2 separate regions of the Zea mays genome follow, and region 2 is linked to region 1. A link is a contact called in public Hi-C data. All regions are on one chromosome and are shown on one strand. The core of a region is the stretch at or near the end of the contact, and the rest is flanking DNA. Distances in the headings are between cores, read along the strand shown.

The links. Hi-C and Micro-C count contacts between places; a contact is called where the count stands out from the background.
Region 2: a contact with region 1 is called in a Hi-C map of leaf, with 3 times the contacts expected there. The contact joins the promoter of LOC100382756 here to the enhancer-like site in region 1. A contact is called at or near these places in 2 of 25 Hi-C or Micro-C datasets (ear and leaf).

The regions. Positions count from the first base shown.
Region 1 is chr1:306,728,585-306,731,575 of Zm-B73-REFERENCE-NAM-5.0, reverse strand. No RefSeq gene overlaps it. Among protein-coding and RNA genes, the nearest start is that of LOC118476197, 14 kb to the right of the region's middle. Within about 2 kb of position 1,740, at least 15 of the 20 cell types and tissues checked have an H3K27ac peak or open chromatin away from gene starts, as enhancers often do. A contact at or near this core is called in ear and leaf, where this site is marked.
Region 2 is chr1:306,914,788-306,917,802 of Zm-B73-REFERENCE-NAM-5.0, reverse strand. It overlaps LOC100382756 (Transducin/WD40 repeat-like superfamily protein), which reads right to left and starts at 1,369. Exons shown (of 10, transcript NM_001366799.1): 1 at 1,027-1,369; 2 at 696-801; 3 at 403-463; 4 at 3-298. The coding sequence starts at 1,260.

The DNA.
Region 1 (2,991 bases), core at 491-2,990:
GCGATGTCCAGTTCGAACATTCGGACGTTCAGTTCAGTTCGGTATGCTGTTGCTTTACAAGATTAAGGTTCAGACGTTCAGTTCCATCAGTTCAGTATGCTTGAAACTTACTACCTGTAATCCTGCATGTCGTATGCAGTTTATTTGAAACTTGTTACCTGTATGTCGTATGCAGTTTATCTGGTAAGGTTCTCCAATTTCTGAAAACCGAAATAACCGAAAACCAAACCGATGAAACCGAAAACCGAAATCCCCGGTTTTTTATAAAATTCCCTAACCGAACGGTTGTCTAAATTTGAAAACTGAACTTTCCTTATACCGAAAAAACCGAACCGAATAAGTAAACCGATTGCCCAGCCCTGGTCTCTGATACCCCATACCCCTTCTCTCACTGCCCTGTGGCCCCAAACGTGTCAGGTTTCTTCTTCCCAAAGTGGAAAAAAGTAGGGGCAGGGGTCACGGTAATGTTCAGTGCTCAGGCAACGCCACCCATCTCAAAACCCCAACCAGGCACTACTCCCTCTCCTCCTCTCCTCCTCTGCCCTCTCGCCCTCTCGTCCGGTGAGCAGTTCGCTGTCTCTCCGCTGATCGCATACTGCAGCCGAGAAGCACGACAGGGATGGAGGTATATACCACCCTCTCTCTCTCTCTCTCTCTCTCTCTCTCTCTCTCTCTCTCTCTGACTACGTCGAGAGTCACCGCTCGTGGAGTCCGCCCGGCCCGCCTTGCATCCTCCGTTCCCATGGCACACCGGTAGGTTAAGGAAGAAGAAAGGCTCATCTTTTACTTGTCGCATCGATCGCATACGCAGATACGCTCCTCTGGCCGACCGGCTGGCCACCAATTCCTCGTACCTCGGTGACGGCGAAGCCAGAGGAGCAGGAGTGCCTCGGCATTCATTCGGTTCTGCCCGGCCCGCCTCGCAGAGTCGCAGGTTCCCATGGCACACCGGGAGATTGAGGAAGAAGAAAGGATCATCTTTTACTTGTCGCATCGATCGCATAAGCAGATACGCTCCTCTGGCCGGCCGGCTGGCCACCAATTCCTCGTACCTCGGTGACGGCGAAGCCAGGGAGCAGGAGTGCCTCGGCATTCATTCGGCTCCGCCCGGCCCGCCTTGCATCCTCGGTTCCCATGGCACAACGGGAGGTTGAGAAAAGGCTCATCTTTTACTTGTCGCATCGATCGCATACGCTCCTCTGGCCGGCCGGCTGGCCACCAATTCCTCGTACCTCGGTGACGGCGAAGACAGAGGAGCAGGAGTGCCTCGGCATTCATTCGGCACTAGTCTAGTGTCTTAGAGAGGAGCAGGAAGACCTCGGCTCTAAAACCCCAAGAAAACCCCTAGTCCCTATTATTAGTTTATTACTTTACTACTACTATTAAAGCAAAGTAGCGCCCACAGTAGCGAATTAGCGATACCGCGCCCCCGCCCATCCCCTCCCCGCCCGGCGTCCGCGACCGCCGCCCTCGCTGCCCACCCCTATGGCCTCCTCCTCTAGCAAAGCTGCCCTTCACCTCCGCCGCCGAACGCGCCACCGCCTGCACTGTTGCTCAGTCCCACCGCCCCGGCCCGCGATCCCCAACCCGCGTGTGATATCCGACGGCGAGCCACCGGCGATCACCGGAGATTTCGGGAAGAAGATGCGGGAAGAAGCAGCAGAGAAGAGGGAAGACAGAGGTATGGTGGGGATTTGTTGTTCTGTTATTTCTTGACCAGGTTGCTACAGTATTTATGTATATGGCCTATACGCCAATTACAAGGCCCAAATCCGGCCCAACAATCAAACAAGATCAGTCTCAGAACAATCCCGCCTGGCGGCTCCCTTCCTGTTAGTTCTCCTGTGCCGGCGACGCCATGACAGTGCCCCTCCTGAAGAACCAGCTGGTCCCCAGATGGTAGAAGCGGGAAACTTGGTTCGTAGCACATTGTAATCCTCCCAGGTAGCCATCTCCGTAGGAAGACCTGCCCACTTGATCAGGATTTGAGTAACAGCAGCTGAACCTTTTCTCACCAAACGCCTGTCCAAAATGCTTTCTGGATCCGGAGGATTTGTCTCTGAAAAAACTGCTGGTGGCAAGTCAGAAAACACCGGAGTGTGGTCTGGAATGTGCTCTTTTAGTTGTGAGACATGGAATACTGGGTGTATGGAAGCTGAATCCGGTAACAGAAGCTTGTATGTCATCTTTTGAAAATGCCTCAGTTTATTTTCTCTGTTTTCTGTAGGAACTTATTTGGGACGAAAATGAAAATTGACATCTTATCTATGTGATCTGCAGGACGACGACATGATGAAATACGCTCCGGATATCTTCACTCGCTTGGAAGCCAGAGACTGCCGGAGCAGTATCGTTACCATCATTGACAAGAGAGGAAAGAGAACTGGATTTGGAAGTGGTTTTGTCATCTATGACGGTCCTCCAAGGTACGAAACAATAGAAAAAAATTACTCTAGAGCATGGTTTAAAAGGCATCGCCTAGGCGACGCCTAGGCGTCCAGGCGCTAGATTTTGCTAGGCATCGGCACCGCCCAGGTAAGAACGAGCATGGCGTCCGCCTTAGCGAGGTAGGCGACTGGGCGACGCCTTCTTCCCCTGGGTGACGCCTGACCTTGGGGTTGTTGGCCGTAGTCGCCGCGCGTGCGCAGAGCCCAAATTGGCGCACGTTTTGGCGCGGGAATAGGTAAGGAAAGTAGGAAGCAGAGGGGAATAGATAAGGAAATAGAGAAATTGATTAGGGCACACCTTCCCTGGACGGCACTTGCGGCGGCGGCGCCACCTTCCTGGACGCGGCCTCCTGTGCACGCGCGGCAGCCCCTCCCTGTGCGCGCGCAGCAGCCCCTCACTGTGCGCCGGCTGCTCCTCCCTGTGCGCGCGGCTGCTGCTCCTTGTGCGCGCGGCTCCTCCCTGCTCCCTGCGCACGGCTGCTGCTCCCTGCGCGTGGCTGCTGTTCCCTGGGCGCGCCCCTCCCTGCACGGCGGCAGGTCTTCC
Region 2 (3,015 bases), core at 120-2,619, 190 kb before region 1:
ACCTTCTGAGCATGAAATGATAATAGTGCTCCCATCACCAGACCCATGAGTTGCACGGGCCGCTGCAAGGTTGAGCACAGACTCCTTGCCATGTATCTTGGGGTGACTCCACTTGATTTCAGGTGGAGAAAGCTTTCCCTGCAGTTTGTTTTCCGCGGTTGGAGGAGCGCTAACATCCGCATACATATAAAGAGATGATCCCAGAAGCGCCTGCGCCGCCACAACAACAGATGATGACCCCTCTGAGAAAGTAACAGCCGTAGGGTGCGCTCCAGCTGGCAAGTTTATCCTAAGAATCCTGCAAACATCCCCACGCCATCATAGCTCAATGGTGCTGCCCATGCTTCTTCTTTTTTTCTTTTTGGTAGAAGTATTAACTTTTTATTGAACGTGATATATTACTTGAAGCTCTTGCTAGAGGTATCATCGATCCTGAATACCCTGATGGCTCCATCAGCACATACTGCAACAGTAAGCAGGATAGATTCAGTATTTATTGGATTGTGGGGTAACTGATACACTTGATTGCAGATGCATGTAAGATTTCGTGGATTTGCGATGCCATGGCAGAAATAGTTGCCAACTGAGTGGAATGTGAGCAGCAGGGAATATAAAGATGTCCACAGAAGAGGCGGCACCAAACTAGGCTATGAAAACGCGTCGCATGAAACAATGAGAAGGGGAAATAGGCTGACCGGTAACTAGGTTGCAGGCGTCATTGGAGAAGGCAAGTGCAGTGACGGAGTCAGTATGCCCCCTCAAGGTGTTGACATCAAGATGGTGGTGCTTCTTGGCCGCGTCCTAGAAGAAAAAAAGATTATGGAGATCAGGGTGCGTTCATGTCATCTTCATGGTGAGATAGGAACGATTCGGAAGATACAGGAAGACTCCGCATCTCAAGGGTGTTTAGCAAACAGAAAGAATACTTGTTCGGAAATGAATCCCCATGCGGCGGATTTTGTTTCCCTGGCAAGACGGAAGTAGCTGTGTATCGCACCGAGAGACGGGGGAGGAGACTGAGATCACCTTGTCGGCCGCGTGGTGATGCGGGCGGAGATGGCCCTTCTTGTACTGGGCCTGGTTGGAGGGGCGGACATGCTTAGGCTGGTCCGGGGCGGCGGCGGTTTCGGTGGGAGGGATGTGGGCGATGGCGGCGCGCTTGCGGCGGAGGTAGCCGGCGAGGAAGACGAGGGCGATGGCGGCACCGAGGACGGCGGAGACGAGGGGCACAGTAAACGAGGACACGAGTGAGGCCGCCATCTGGCCTTGGCTTGCTGGCTGCGGCGGGCGGTGGCGGATCGGGCGGCGCGTGGTGAAGGCGAGAGAAGAGAAGGGGAGGGCTTTTCCCAAGTATTTCCTTTTTTTTCAACGGCCGTTTCAGTGTCTAGATGGAGAGGAAGGGTGCAAATAAGACCAATGATTTTTTACCCAAAATCCCACCCAATGACCCAACCAAAGCCAAAAACTCGATCGGAGCAAAAAAAAAAAAAAAAAAAAAAAAAAAAAAACCCGACCCAGCACGTATAATAAAGAAACACAAACCAATTTAATACGACTTGACTCTAGGCAAGGGTCGAGTACATGTCATGTCAAACGACTCACAACCCTACTTTAATTTGATCCGACATTTGAACAGATCTGATTATTGTACAATCGAGACTTATATGCAAGTGTGGCCATTAGATCATGATCCAAAAATACGTCACATGTAACACTTAAATCCTTCCACCACCAGCTCGCGTAGTTTTATAAAAAAAAACCTAACATACCACGGTAATATCTACAGTTAAATTATGATCCAACAAATCTGGAGTCTTACTTACACACTTGCACATAAGACTTGATTGCACATTATTCGTCGTCTCTAGTGCCTAGGCACCAGGATGTTCTAAGGCTAGTTTGGAAACTTAAATCGTCTTCAAAATTAGAGGGGATTAGGGGAATCCAAACTAACTCCTAGTGTATAATAATCTCTTGTGGTGCTAATCTCTTCTCTATTATATTTATTTTTTATTTCTATATCTCTACTCGTATAAAACATCAGTTTCCATGGTTCTACCGTTATCGTGTGTCAAGTGGTCTGTGTCGTTATCTTCTAGATGGGTCGTGAGAAAACACTCAAGCCCAACACGACATGAAACATCATACATCGCACCACCATAGAGGATATCGACCTTCATACTCATTGCTTATATTAACCCCCCCCCCCAACTTCACACCTCTTTCCTCGTCTCTCCTCCCTCACCCAGTTCCGCACCACCAAAGAGAATATCGATCTTCCCGCATCGGAAAGTGCCTCGAACCAATGTCGCGACTCTATGTCGCCATGTGCCTCTGCAGGTAGCAGGGCAAGAACAACCGAGAGAGAAGGAGGAGGAGGCATCGATGTGCCGTCGGCGATGCGTGGCTGAATAGCTAAGGGAGAGAAGGAAGCGCTTTAGATCCCGAGTTTAGTTCTGTATTGGTTGTTGGCAAATAACTTAAGAGATATTAAGGTCGATGATAATATATGTATTATCGTTTTCATATAATCATTGTGTGCTAATATTTTTATTAAATTATATGTTGTCCCAAGGCACATGTACTATACTAGTATACTCTATACAAAGGCATAAATAGAAACCATAGCAACATACAAGCACTTTGCTAGCCAATAATTAAGAGAGTGTATGACATGGCTCCAAAGCACAACTACAAGAAAGAGTTGTCGAGAGCTAGTCAAACACTCTAACTTTAGAGTTACAAACTTCATAGAGTTTTGAGAGCCATAATACAAATTTGAAGTACCTCTTGTAACTTTGAAGTATTTAAAAAGGCAACACAAACATGCAGTTTGAAGGTATTTACCCATCACTGCCACTGGTTATAAGAAAACAACCGACTCCAAAGCAAAGCTGCTCCACCTAAAATTTTAGAACAAACACACCCTAAGGCCCTGTTCGTTTGTATCGGATTGCACCCGGAATCGTTCCGCCTAAACAAAGTTTATATAAATTAGTGAAGTAATCCGGTTAG